Regions from separate parts of the Gossypium hirsutum genome. Here region 1 is linked to region 2. A link is a contact called in public Hi-C data. All regions are on one chromosome and are shown on one strand. The core of a region is the stretch at or near the end of the contact, and the rest is flanking DNA. Distances in the headings are between cores, read along the strand shown.

The links. A called contact is a pair of places that touch in the nucleus more often than the background predicts.
Region 1: a contact with region 2 is called in a Hi-C map of leaf, with 1.6 times the contacts expected there. The contact joins the promoter of LOC107909879 here to the promoter of LOC107909878 in region 2. A contact is called at or near these places in 3 of 34 Hi-C or Micro-C datasets (hypocotyl and leaf).

What each region holds. Positions count from the first base shown.
Region 1 is chrD02:52,592,134-52,598,964 of Gossypium_hirsutum_v2.1, reverse strand. It overlaps LOC107909879 (nudix hydrolase 18, mitochondrial), which reads right to left and starts at 3,434. Exons shown (of 5, transcript XM_016837579.2): 1 at 2,675-3,434; 2 at 2,288-2,393; 3 at 2,098-2,181; 4 at 1,872-2,000; 5 at 1,269-1,770. The coding sequence starts at 2,748. The coding sequence ends at 1,615.
Region 2 is chrD02:52,427,270-52,434,613 of Gossypium_hirsutum_v2.1, reverse strand. It overlaps LOC107909878, which reads left to right and starts at 4,804. Exons shown (of 1, transcript XM_016837578.2): 1 at 4,804-5,582. The coding sequence starts at 4,906. The coding sequence ends at 5,223.

The DNA.
Region 1 (6,831 bases), core at 2,185-4,684, 170 kb before region 2:
CGGCGCTTTTTGGAAAATGCCACTAATGCTTATTCTTAGCTGCGTTTTTAAAAATGCGCCGCTAATGCTCGATCTTTAGCGGCGTTTTTGTAAAAGCGTCGCTAATGCTTGATTTTTAGTGGTGTTTTTTGTCCAAGCGCCGCTAAAAGCCTGTTTTAGTGTAGTGCCACTTTAATCATGTCCAAAAAATTCTGCTAGCGTAGTTTTTACCAAAATGATCATATCTTGAGCTTTTGAAGTCAAAATAAGATACTTCAAATTGCATTTCAAAGTTAAGAGACTAATTTTTCATCCATATGAGACATCTCAACCTATAAGTATCTAAATCTCACCCAAAAATTCGTTGCAAGACAATTGATCTTTTAAACTTTGAAATTGACAGCTTTGGTGAAATTAATTTAATGAGTTTCAGCCCATCCTAGAATGCATTAAAATGGTTTTTGGAATCGGAACAATTGTTGAACCAGTCAAGCCACCGTTCGTTGTCCAACCGATTCGACCATTAGTTGAGTTCAATTAAATAAATTATTAAAAAATTCATAAAATTTTAAAAAGTAAAACAAATATATACTAAAAAATATAAAACTTGGTCCAACCAGTTTAGAGTGGTTCATGGTCCAACCAATTCAACCTCTTTATTCTAATATGTATACCAACTGATTTCAATTCCATCTGACCAATCCGATTGGATTCCAACTATGAATTTAAACGGGTCCTCCAGTGTGTACACTCCCCAACTTTCTACTATTTCCTTGGATGCTACAGTATGGAGGGACCATGTAACTCAAATCCAGTGGCTGCCTCTACTTGAGAAGGTTTGGTGTCTATCCCCTTCAAGTTCCATCCAAATTTCTGAAGTGGCTATTGGTGTCTTCTTAGGGGGTCCTTGTGATGGTATCGCCTTCCAATGAAAGACGAGCATGTTGGTTGTCTTGAGAGATGACGTTTTGGCCTTGATGCCTTCTTAGTTTTGGAACTTCCGGAATGAAAGCGATTCTCTTTCAAAAGCCAAGCAATTCTGGGCATATTAAAACCAAACGTCACATAAATAAGATAAGGTTCCACTCAGCTAATTCTGAAATGAAAGCGATTTCTCTTTCAAAAGCCAAGCAATTGGGGACCTCACATGGTTAGAACGTGCTCCCCCAAGTGGTGCCTTAAATGCTTGAAAATTATTGAACTTGTACCAGCCTTGAGATTTGTGCGATTTAATTAGTCCAGTTTTCTTCTTTTTGTACTCAAAAATTTCAAAGATTTGTGCGATTAAATTATTGAATTTTCAAAGATATTATAATTGATAACTGATTTACATTCAAGTAGATTAAACTTCAACGGCCAAATATACAACTTGATACAAAATCTCTTCATTTAGGGTTCTTCCCTCCCTTTTTTCCCACTAATTTCTCATATTAAGTGCTTCCTAAGAAGCTGCAACTAGCAGTGCAACCCAACATCCAAAAAATTACAGTTATTTTCCTAACATTTTACCCAGCTGTGAGTGACTGTATTTGGTAGCCAACATAATTGGCCATAAGCACTGCTGGTTGCTGATCCTCCTTTGTTTTCAACAGAAGATTCAAATCTAAACAGCCTCGGAAAAATGCCCCCCATATTTTACAAACTACTAATCTTTGCCACTAAATCAGAGCAGATGTTGGGATAATTTTGTTCATTTTGCTGCTTTAATGAGTTGAGTCTTTCAACCAATATGTCTAAAGCTTCCTTCATCCACCAATGCTGGCACACATCCCTGGCTTCTTTAACATTCATCTGAACACAATAAAACGAAAAAGCAAATCAATGAACTGAAACTCGGAAGTCATTTTCAAGTGTTCAATGGAAGAAGTGAAGAACAGTAACAAAAGCTTTACCCATGTCCTTTGTCTCAGATTTTGCTCAGGCCAGAAATCAAGTTCTTCTTTCACTAGCAAAGGGAACATATAACCTTCATAAAATGTGCCATGGCTTTTGCTTATGAAGTCCCACTTCCCCAGTTCACACTGTTTTAAAAGTATATAAATATTAATAAGAATTTCAGTTCGAGAAACGTTGGGATTCTTAAACAATGATTAATGAACAGTTGAATTAAATAGTAACCTCAACATTGCCTAGAACACCAGCTTCTTCAAGTGACTCTCTTAATGCAGCTTCTTCTCTAGATTCATCAAGCTCCCAGCCACCCTGAGAATTAATACCAAACACCACCACAATAATTATTAATGCATGATTTGACAGAGTAAACAAGAGTTTTAATTAACTTTTTTGAAACATTACTGAATCTTTATACCTTGGGAAACATCATTTTTTGACATTTCTGGGAGGAGATCACAAGTACCTCCAAGTCATCAGTCATGGTTCCATCACTGCTAGATTTGTATCTATAGGGAATGCAACTGCAATCGTCGAAATTGAAGAAATGAGTTTTGCCATCATTCATCCCAAGAAAAAAGATTTGTTTTTTTTTCTCTTTATACAATAAAATGGAAACAGTCCAAGGCTCCTAGCATGAAATTTCTGACCAAAAATGTCAGGCCCCAATTCAGAAAAGAACAAAATTTTCAACAGGAACCCAGAAAAATTAAAGATAATGGAACAAATAAAATTTCTCTAGATGAGAATAAATAAAAAAAAAGGATGAAGCAAATCAAACTCTCTTCATCATGAAAATACTCACCCGACAACTTGGCGGCGGCCTAGGTTATCGTATCGCTGCAAGTGCCTTCCAGTGCGAGAAACCATGCAAACCATCCTCAAACAAATTGAAAATAAACGATCGAACAAGAACCAAGAATACCCAGAACCAATAAATTGAAAGAAGTAAATAGAACAATTTATGGAAGCAAACAAGCTTAGCCCCTGACGAAATTAACCAGTTATTATTATTTTTTCTTTTGTAAATTATAGAAACAATCCTGGGAGAGAGGCTTCTTCGGAGTATAAAGAAACTGATTATCGTAAAATTGGAGTATATTTACAGGTAAAAAGGCAACAAAAAAAGAAAGAAAATTGAGAGAGAAGCTGAAATTGTAAGGACATGGAATTGGGTATTTATAGAAAAGAAGGGGAGAGAGAGAGAGAGTAAACAAAATTAATTAATTAAACACAAAGTTACTGCATAATAGTAGTAGTAGATGATGAAAATGATGTTTGTAATTCGAAAAAAGGGTAGGTGTTAAGACGCGTCTCCTTCTATAAGCTTCGGTGCCGTTTCGTTAACAAGGGTTTAGAGTTTTATTTGTTTAATATTATTTTATTAGAAAAAAGAAAAGAGAGAGTTTTTATAAGGTGTTGTAGCCAGCACGTACACGGTTGATCTGATGTAGAAAGGAATTGACTTTCTTTATCAAGCATCTCGCTCACGTGTGCGATCATCGGCTATGCATGTTGGCTGTTTTTCTTTGAGAAAAAGCAAAAAGTGGAAAACGGCTGTGTATGCTTCTTATTTGGTCTTATCTGGGTTTTATGCCGCAGTTTACGTGTATAGATAAGATTGTACATCTTGGATTTTTTATTTTCAATTTTTGTATATGTTATTATTAAAGTTAAATTTTGGGTTTAAAAAATTAAAATAATCTTATTTATGTAATACAAATTATAATTATACAACTATATAATATAAATTTTAGAAAATATTATTTATTATAGAAATGGTGAGCTAATACTTAGCCACAAATTCTATAAGCAAGTACAAAATTTAAAATCAAATCATCTTATATAATATGTTAGTCCAAAAAATTATTCTGTAATACGATTACTAATAAAATTAATAAGAAAATAAATATTCTAATGCAATTTTATTTAATTACTCTAACATTCAATATTTTTTGTGTTATTCTCTTTTTAACATTAAACATATACTCATTGTGATCAATTGGTCCTTAATCAAGTATAAATAATTAATAATAAATAATATATATAATTTCATAAAAAATAGTATAAATAATTTATAATAAATACTATGTAATTTAGTTAATTATTTAGTAGCTCCAAATGTATAAGAAATTATCTCGTCAATAAGATTTTGCTATTATTTAAGCAGTATAACATATAATTATATTTAAAAATAAAATATATATCCTAAAATTAAAATACTATAAAAATTAATTTAAAAAATAAAATTATGTACAAACATAATACGATTGTTTTAATTACATTCAATTCAGTGATTACTTATACAAAAAATAATTATATCAACTTTCCAAATAAGACTAGAGTTCAATTAATGAGTGCTTATATGTATTTATTAAATTGTTATTAGAGGATTATATTTTTGGTTAACACATTACTTATAAATATTTTCAATATAAATGTTTTTATTAAAGTTCAATATTATTTAATTTTAAATAACCCTTTTTATATTTCTAATAATACAAAACTAAGATTGACGGCTATAAAGTATATACATTAACAACTTATAGCTATTTTCATTTAGGGAGCGGTTATATGTCCGCAACATATAACATTACATGGATACTTTTATTGATAGAATTTATGATTTTTCTCCATTTTTTTCTTTCATTACGTCCTTAATGTAACTTTTTTTTTCATAATATAATTAATATAAACATATTTTTTCGTAATTAATTAATATAAAATTACTTCTCAATATAAAATATATTTTATTAAACTTTATTTTTTATTGACTTTAGTAGAAAATATTAAATTTTAATCATTAAGGGTTGAATTTATGATCACCTCATATATTATAAAAATATGATGTAAAAACATAATTATAAAAGAAAAAAATTGAAAGGATGAGTGATGGGTTTAAAAATTAAGTTAGTTTGTATATATAGATAAGTATGTATATTATCATGCATATGAAATAACTTACAATTTTAAGGTCAACCAAAAAAACCTTTCAATTTTAAAGAAAATAATTAAAATATTTAAAATTTTATATTTCTGTGGGCTATAATTGAATAAAGTTGTTTTTGGCATTTTCAACTCAATTCAATTATAAGTTTTATGTAAGTATAGAGCATATATTATGTTGTTATCTTAATTTCCTTTTTAACTTAATTTTAAAAATTTCTTTCTTTTAATATATTGAATTTAATTTTCCAAATAAGTGAATTTTCTTTGCTTATTGTAGCACGTCCTGCTTTTTCTTCTTGTCTTTTGTTTTTTATTCTTTTGTCTGGATTTCTCAGGGTACTTTTCTAAGAAAGTAGGAATTGGATATCTGCTGTGTGAGAGTTTCCGCCATGGAGGAAAAGATGACAGGGCTAAATTTTGAGGATGGGAAAGAAGAAGATGCGTTGTTATTGTCGATTGATCCGAGGTTACAAAAATTGACATATGAACATTGTTTGGCAGGCTAGTTTCTAGCAGCAAGCATTGTTTATTGTTAGGCAATGAAGAACACAATGGCAAATTTGTGGCATCCGTTAGGTGGGGTTCAGATCTTAGATCTGGGTGTGACGAGATTCTTATTTAAGTTTTTCCATGAAATGGATGTTGATTGAGTGGTCCAAGGATCTCCTTGGGCATTTAACAACCATCTTATAATAATTCACTGTTTGGAGAATGGCGAAGATCCACTATAGGTCCCTCTATTTTTTTCAACTTTTTGGGTGCAAATCCATGATTTACCTTCAGGCTTCTTTTCGGAGACAGTGGCCATGCAATTGCGAAATTTTATTGGAAGCTTTATGGAATATGATTCTAAGTAGATAAATCGAGGATTGAAGATTTATCTTAGGATCCGAGTAGAGCTTGATGTAAGGAAGCCACTAAAGAGAAGGAAGAAGATTGTGCTCCCATCATCGAAATTCACTTATGTGAATTTTCTGTATGAGAAACTTACTCTTTTCTATTTCTTATGTGGCTGTTTGAGCTACAATGATAAGTTTTGTCCAGTTTGATTATATTAGGGAGATGTTACGGATTTTGGATGGGATTTGTCCTTGTAAGCGCAGATGAGGAGAGCCACAATCGTGAGTAGTGTATGGGTGCGTGAGGAAGGGGATGGAGTTTCTAAGGAAAGAAATGGAACGTGCATGGATCGAAGAGTAATAAAAGAAATAATTTTAGGAGTGATACGTGGACTAATATTAATTTGATGTTGGGTTTCAACTTGGAAGGACATCCAGATCATGATACGAGGAATCAATCTGGATTTTTTGATGGACTGAGCCGTAATAGTATGGAACATGATTTTGAAGAAGATCCAATTGGGAAAGTGGAAGGGAAGAAAAGGCCTAGAACAAATTTAGTGGTCCCTAATGTTTTAGAAGTGGCTGATTTAATAGGAGCACCGATTGAGCAACAAAATGCTCATTCTAACAATTTATCGGTAGTTAGCAAGGGGCATGCCAGCCATGCGCCATGAAAATTATATGTTTGAATGTCCACGGATTGGGGAGTATTGGAGCTATTCAACGAATTTGGTTTATGATGAAGGCTATTAATCCCCAAATTGTCTTCTTAATGGAGACAAAATTGGATGGAAGGAGAATGAAGAACGTTCGTCAAAAATGTGGTTTTAATAATGGGATGGATGTGAGTGCGGATAGTTCTAGGAGAACTTAATTTGGCATAGAATGGTAATGACTTGGTTAATATTTGTAGTCGATGAATCATATAGATGCAAATATTCAAGAAGCAGAAGCAAATTTGAAATAGAGATCAACGGGGTTTTATGAGGCTCCGAATGTCAGAAACAAAGAGGAAAGTTGGGAAAATTCTTCGACGCCTAAGGAGAAATCATGACTTACCATGGATTGTATGTAGAGATTTCAACGAGATTTTATATTCTCATTAAAAGTCTAAAGGAATGCTAAAGGAGGAAAAATGTATGGAGAATTTTCGTAAGACTTTAGAGGAATG
Region 2 (7,344 bases), core at 3,555-6,054:
AATTTAATTATGTTATATGTAGAAAAATATTCTGGTGAAATACCATTAGTAGAAAATCATAAATTTGTGTGTGGTAAAAATTTTACACCACCAAGAAAAGAACAGATTAAACAACTAGAAACAAATCATTGGTTGTTTAAAATTTTAAAAGATAATTTTAGTGAAGAACCATTAAAATTATGGCAAAATAGTCCTAGATATTGTGAAATTAAATTGGAAAATCCCAATAAAATTATTAGAGTTAAACCAATGATCTATACTAAACAAGATATAGATGAATTTGATATACAAATTAATGAATTATTAGAAAAAGGATTAATAGAAAAAACTAATAGTCACATTCTAGTCCAGCTTTTATGGTCAGAAACTATGCTGAAATAAAAAGAGGAAAAGCTAGAATGGTTATTTGTTATGAAGGATTAAATCAAAATATAAATTTTGATGGATATTTTATTCCAAGAAAGAATGTTTTAATTAATCAAGCTAAACAAACAAAATATTTTAGTAAATTTGATTGTAAACCAGGATTTTGGCAAATCATGCTAACCGAAAAATCTAAACCTTTAACAGCTTTTAGTGCTCTTAATGGACATTATCAATGGAGAGTAATGCCATTTGGATTATGTAATGCACCATAAATCTTCCAAAGATGGATGGATTCTATATTCAATAAATATAAAAAATTTTGTGTAGTCTATATAGATGATATTTTGATATTTTCACATACATTAGAAAAACATAGAAAACATTTAAATATTATTTCTCAAGGATTCATAAAACATGGAATCATATTAAGCCCTAAGAAATTAGAGCTAGAAAAAACAAAAACAAAATTTTTAGGATTAAAATTATCTGCAGATGGCATTAAACTACAATATCATATTATAGTAAAAATAAAAAAAAATCCTGAAAATATTGAAGATAAAAAGCAACTTCAACAATTTTTAGGAATTATTAATTATGGAAGGAACTTCTTTCCTAACTTATCTGAAAAAATAAGTAAGTTATATGAAAAATTAAAAAAGGATAAACCTTTTCATTGGTCTAAAAAAGACTCCAAAATTATACAAAACCTAAAATCTAAAATAAATCATAGTCCAAAAGTTTATTTACCTAAACAATGTGATAAATTAATTTTAGAAACAAATGCATCACAAAAACATTGGGATGTCTTTTAAAAGCTAAAACAATAAATAATGAAGAATTAATATGTGGATATAATTCAAGAAAATTTAAACCAAATGAGATTAATTATGTAATATATGAAAAAATAATTACTAGCAATAAAAAAAGGAATAAAAAATTTTATTATATATTTAGCACCTGAAAATTTTATAATAAAAACTAATATTCAGACAGTTAAACAATTCCTTACTAACAAAAGTTTGGAAACTGTATCAAGGAGAATCAGATGGTACAATGAATTATGTACTTTTAATTTTGAAGTTTTATATGTAAAATGAACTGATAATATTATTGTTGATTATCTTAGCAGGCCTTATAGATAGAGGTAAAAAACCTCTAGAAAAAGTTGGTGAGTGGACAACTGTCCATAAAAGACCCAACAAAGGGAAAACAACAAATTCTAATCAAGGATTTGTGTCTATACCTGTACAAGCACCTTTTTATCCTAATCAATGATGTTATGTGTCATATCCAATGGTAAGACAACCAGTTGGAACTCATTTATCATCAAATAAGGCAAGTCAATTACATTGGTTCAAAGATCCAAATTCAGCATTCCAAGCTAGTTATGCTGAAATGATAAAGGGAGCAGAAAATTTGTTGAAACAACAACAAATTGCTAAAATAAAATATTTTTACAATCTAGGATTATCATTAGAATTATATAATTTTATTAATGAAATATGGAAAACTTATATTTCTGAACAAAGAGCCAATTTTAGAAGAGCTCTTACTAAGTTTTCACAATTTTTAGTTGAAAAAACAACTAAAGAAAATGAAGCTGATGGTTTATTATTAAAATCTATTTTATATAAGATTGGAATGAGCTTAAAATAGAGTATATAGATATTAAGGAAATAAACAATCTTCTTGATATATTTCAGTATTTTATTAATAAAGGAAAAAATAGTCTTATTATGAATAAAATGTTTAGACTATGTTTATATAATAAAGCTAGAAAAATTTTACCAATATAAATTTTTACAAAAATAAATGGAGCTATTTGCAAATAGCAAGCTCAATTTCAAAAAGCTTTTTTAGAATTTTTTTTTACAAGCTTATATTTTTACTAATGATTTAGATGAAAAAATTTCTACTATAAAATTTAGACTGGATCATGAACCATCTGATATAAGTAGTATTGAATGGGGTTTTACTAAAGAAATAGTAGTTCAAAAGTTTTCTTTTCATCTCTTAAAAGATTTTCCTGCATCTATTAAGTCTATATTATTAAATATAAATAAATAATGATGACTTTTATTATTATTTTCATATTGAAATAAGCAGCCTTATTGGTATTGTTGAAAAAGAAAAAAGTTTATCTATCAAATTTGGATTATTCAAAGAATGATTGGAAGCCCCAAATTATCAGCAGTCAAAGAAGACAAAGAACACTTAACAAAAAACATTGACAAGTATTACAAAGATCTCACTTATTACCAAACCCAAAGAGGGATAGATTTGATGACAAAAGACTAATATTTACTTCAGGAAGAAATTTATAAACTCTAGACTGATGAAAGAAGAATATTGGCATATGAAACTGAAAGCATCCAGAATGATAGAGATGAAGAATCTGTACGACTATTAAAAAAAATAGCCGAAATGGAGATAGAAGATTTTCCATATCATATTATAGAAGAAATCAAAAGCATGTGGGAGACTTGGAATTCATCACCAAGACTTTCATTACATTCATTACATCTAGATGACATAGAAGAAATGAATCTAGATGATATTCAAGAGGGATAAAACCAAAAAAGGCAACCACGTGGAAGGATAGTACTCAAGAAACAACTTGAAAAAAAAGAAAATGTATGTTTGGCATTAGATTGTTAATATCCTGGAAAGTCCAAACATAAAATCAGTTAAATCAAAATGATTAGTGAAAAAATTTAGCAATTGAAAGTTGAAGTTGATCTGATAAACTTTACAAAAGAGTGAACTTTACAACTAATAACCAAAGATCTTAAGCTAACGGCCTCCATAATATATCCAATGATTAAAGCAAGCACAATCGAAGGTTAAATCTTATTACTAAGATGCAATTTGAGGACCCAAAAACAAAATATGACTTTACTTTTGTTTTAATTACATTAAGGGAAAATCAACATCTAATGATTGATTGGGGAACTTGAACTTGAAGTTAGGAATGTAACGTAATTATAAATGTAATTGTTGCTATTTAAATTCGTGGTTGTAAGTAACAGGTATAATGTGTTTACTCCACATTAATATTTTAGAGCAAAGATTTTTGACCAAATGGCAGCATCTCTATACTTTTATAATATATATTTGCCATCAATATCAATTTTACACATGCTATAATTGAATTGGTGCTTTTATTATTTTTTTTGTTGTTGTTAAGTTTTAATTAAAATATATATATACTTGAAATTAATCATGTGATCACAACGTTTAAATTCAATATAGGAGATTTCATGAAAATTCTCATTCCACTCCATCTAAACGTTAAACACACGATTGGCATAGAAATAAGAATAAGAAAACAAAATTACGGTATTGGGTATCAATTATTTCAACTTAAAGTTGAATTTCAACCCGGTGAATAATCATATAAAAATAGAAAAGATTATTAAATGAATTTTTTTAAAAGATGATTATTAAAAACTATTTTCTTGGCATATTCAGTGAAAATACTAATGTTTAATCTAAATTCTGTCATTACAAAGACTATGAATTTGAAAATAATTATGCTAAGTTGATTGTCAATTATGGATACCTTAGATCTTTTTAGGTGCTTATGGTATCTCTATGCAAGGTAGTAGGTTACCTTTTCCAAGGTGTACAATTGTTACAATAGCCAATGGGAAAAAGATATATACTCCTGATTTTTAAAACATTTTTTTCAATAATATGTTATATAATAAACTTAAAAGAGGTAGATATTAACTATAATTCCATATTTAAAACAAAGATCAAATTCTCAACCACAGGTTAGAGATTATTGCCACTCACCTAACTTTCTAGAGTGCTTATGAGGAAGAAACATTATATTTTGAAAAAAATTTCCTTGCTTTTTCCAAGTTGACCAATTAAAGCTGAGGAAAGTTCCAAAAAATATTTGGGAAATAACTTTCCTAACGAGTACCATGATATTTACTTCTTTATTAAGAGTTGATCCGGTCCAAAGATTTTTAATTGCAGCATTCCCCCACCGTTTTTGGGTACATACAATTTTTTCTATGTTGAATATATGAAAACCTTTAAACAATTATTTTTTTAAAAATAAAAAATTACAAACCAGTCAAATAAGCAAAGTCAAATAAACAGTTGGGCAACTCCAGCCACCTATCCTATTTATATTACACTGCCAATTTCAGACACGAAATAATTATCCGGTAAGGAAAAAAGAATATAAATGTCATGGATACATTAATACGTTTAAATCAATATAGCAGGAATTATTACTATGTGAAAGACATATATTAAACAATATGAACAGGAGACATCAATATCAATTATTTCCATCAAAATTCAAACAGAAGACGGTCCAATTACTTAAGAGGGGCAATCTTGGATATTCAAAACAAGCTTTCAAAGGAGTCATCTTAAAACTCTTCTAAATAAGTACAAGTGGAGAAATTTACACGCACTTTGCCTACCAGCTTCCGTTTCCTCACTATTCATGAAGAAATCGTGTCTTTTTCATTATTCCCACCATATATATAAACCCTTAAAACTATCCACAAAACAGGTATGCAAGGCCTTTGGTGTGAAGGATTAGCAATTTTTCAATCAGGTTTGAGCTTAGCTTTAGAAGTTGAGAATATGGAGCAAAAGAAGATCAGCAGCAGCAGCAGCAGCAACAACAACGCAGTTATAAGAGATGAGGATGAATATAAAGGTGTACCAATTCATAGCCAAGTCATGAAGATAAAGCAAGAGTTTGAGAAGATCAAGCATCCATCACTGCAGCAGCCAGATATGAGAAGGGTTCTCCGAGAGATTACCAGGCAACGGTCCCGATCCCCTCTAGGATTAGCTGAAAGACCCATATCAGTTGGGAATTCATAGGAGCTACCATAATACACCTGTAGAAGAGAAGAAAGAGAAATGGTTACTCTCATGGCAGCAGGTTTTTAGGATTAGTCTTGTTTCAAGTTTTTTTTTTCTCCCTGCCAGTTTCTGGATCTTTGTTCTATCTGCAGTAGGTATCCTCCAACATGTTTATGGAGAAAACCTTTTCTCTTTCTTCTCTTCGGCTTCTTCTTCTTTTGCCCTGTTCATAATAGTTTTTCTTCCATTAATATCTAAAAGCTTCTTGTATAGATTAAACCAGCTTCCTCTGTTTCCTTCTCTAGTTTGATTGTAGCAAATCACGTATCTGGCTTTTGACGCCCCAGTTTCCTATTTATCGAAACTTCTTTTATTAATATCATTTTCACTACACATTGCCTGCAAAGATAGAAGGATAGCAGGGATAACACCATAACTATGATATAATGAGTGGTTGGCACCAAATATCAGCTGCAGGTAAAAACGCAGTGAAAATTTGCATACGTGGAGGAAATTGTACAACCTATATAAGATATATACAGGTCACAAGAACATAGATGAAAAAATCAGCCCACAAATATAAAAGACCTAAAAGACTGCAGTTCTATGACTTGTAACATAAGAAATTGGTCTCAAGCAGTGGTCTCCTTAGATGACCGAAGCTTCAAAATCTCAGTTAGATGGAAACACCTTGTTTCAATAGACTCATCATCCATTATCTTTGCTCCACTGCAATAACAGTGCAAAAAGCAGCTACTCTTGGCAATGCCAAGGGAAGTTCCAGTTGATGAAGGTTTTAGGATATTCAAATCATATCTCTGCAACGATTGCATTCCATGTCATTTAGTGGTATAATTCTTTAAGCGGCCAAAAACTGTCACCTATGGCTACCTATTAGGTATAAACAAAAAGGTGCAATAAAATATTAAATTGACCAAAACTATTAAAACTAACACTAAAAATTAACTGTTAGCTGAAGTTGGTACAACTTCAGACTCATGAAACTGAAAGAGCCTAGAAGCATAATATGGGATTTAACTGCCAGTAACACGGGCAGTTTTCTTCATCTTTCTGCAAGCCACATACCACAAAAGGTACTTTACTTCTTGTATACTTTATCAAGTCAGATGTACTCCAATTGTTTTATAATAGATTCAAAGAGAGTAGAGGTTCTACCGTGTCAACAACATGAAACAGACCAATCAAAGTGTAACCAATCGATCAATTTCTTGCTTTTGATAATTCTTAGTTGTGCCATTTAACAGCAAAACTTAAAATTGACTAGTGATTCATTACAAATCATAAACTGTTCAGCATTAGAAGGCATTACATTACTGTTCAATTTGTTGAAAACAATCCAAAAGAGGATAATATTTAAAATAATATGAAGGGAAGAAATAACCTTGAGATTTGGAGGTTCTCCATCTAAATCAAGCTGAGCCAAAACTTGTTGCTGCCATGGAGCTGGAGACGAGAAATTGGGTGAAGAAACACCAGCAGACGTAATCGAGCATCCATGACAGCCCTCATGCTTGAGCTAAATATAGTCATATGGATTTGATGGTATAACAAATCCATTACCCAGCAGGAAAGATTAAATCGCTTGACAGCTATAAAAGATCATTTTGTTTGATCTTGCATTCAGCTACAATCTGATATGAGAGATGTATGAGAAAACTATAGCCTATTGGAGCTTTTCATCAAATCAAAACTAATTGAAGTTAAGAAAATAAAGGTAATTTATTTTATTGGCATTATTGGAAGCTATAGTTGCACATATCAACCAGAGGAAGCATTACTGGGATGTCACTGTAGGTTCTTCCCGATAAACCAAATGTTTTGGATGAGACTGCTGACATTGCCCATGTTTGAGAGGGTGCATCTACATCTCGGCCACCAAAGGATGCTTACTTATTTTCAGATTTTTGAGAGCACTTTTAACTTTTTCCTCAAAATCCAGAAGAAAAGGGCACCCTTCATTCACCTTATTGGGGAAGAAAATCATAATTAATTTCAAAGCTAAGTGCAGAAATCAATAAATTTTGCAAACAAAAACAGAGGAATACATCCAAAATGGGCAAAAGAATGTGACTACTGAACATTTACAAATCTCAATCTCAACACATAGCACAATTTGAT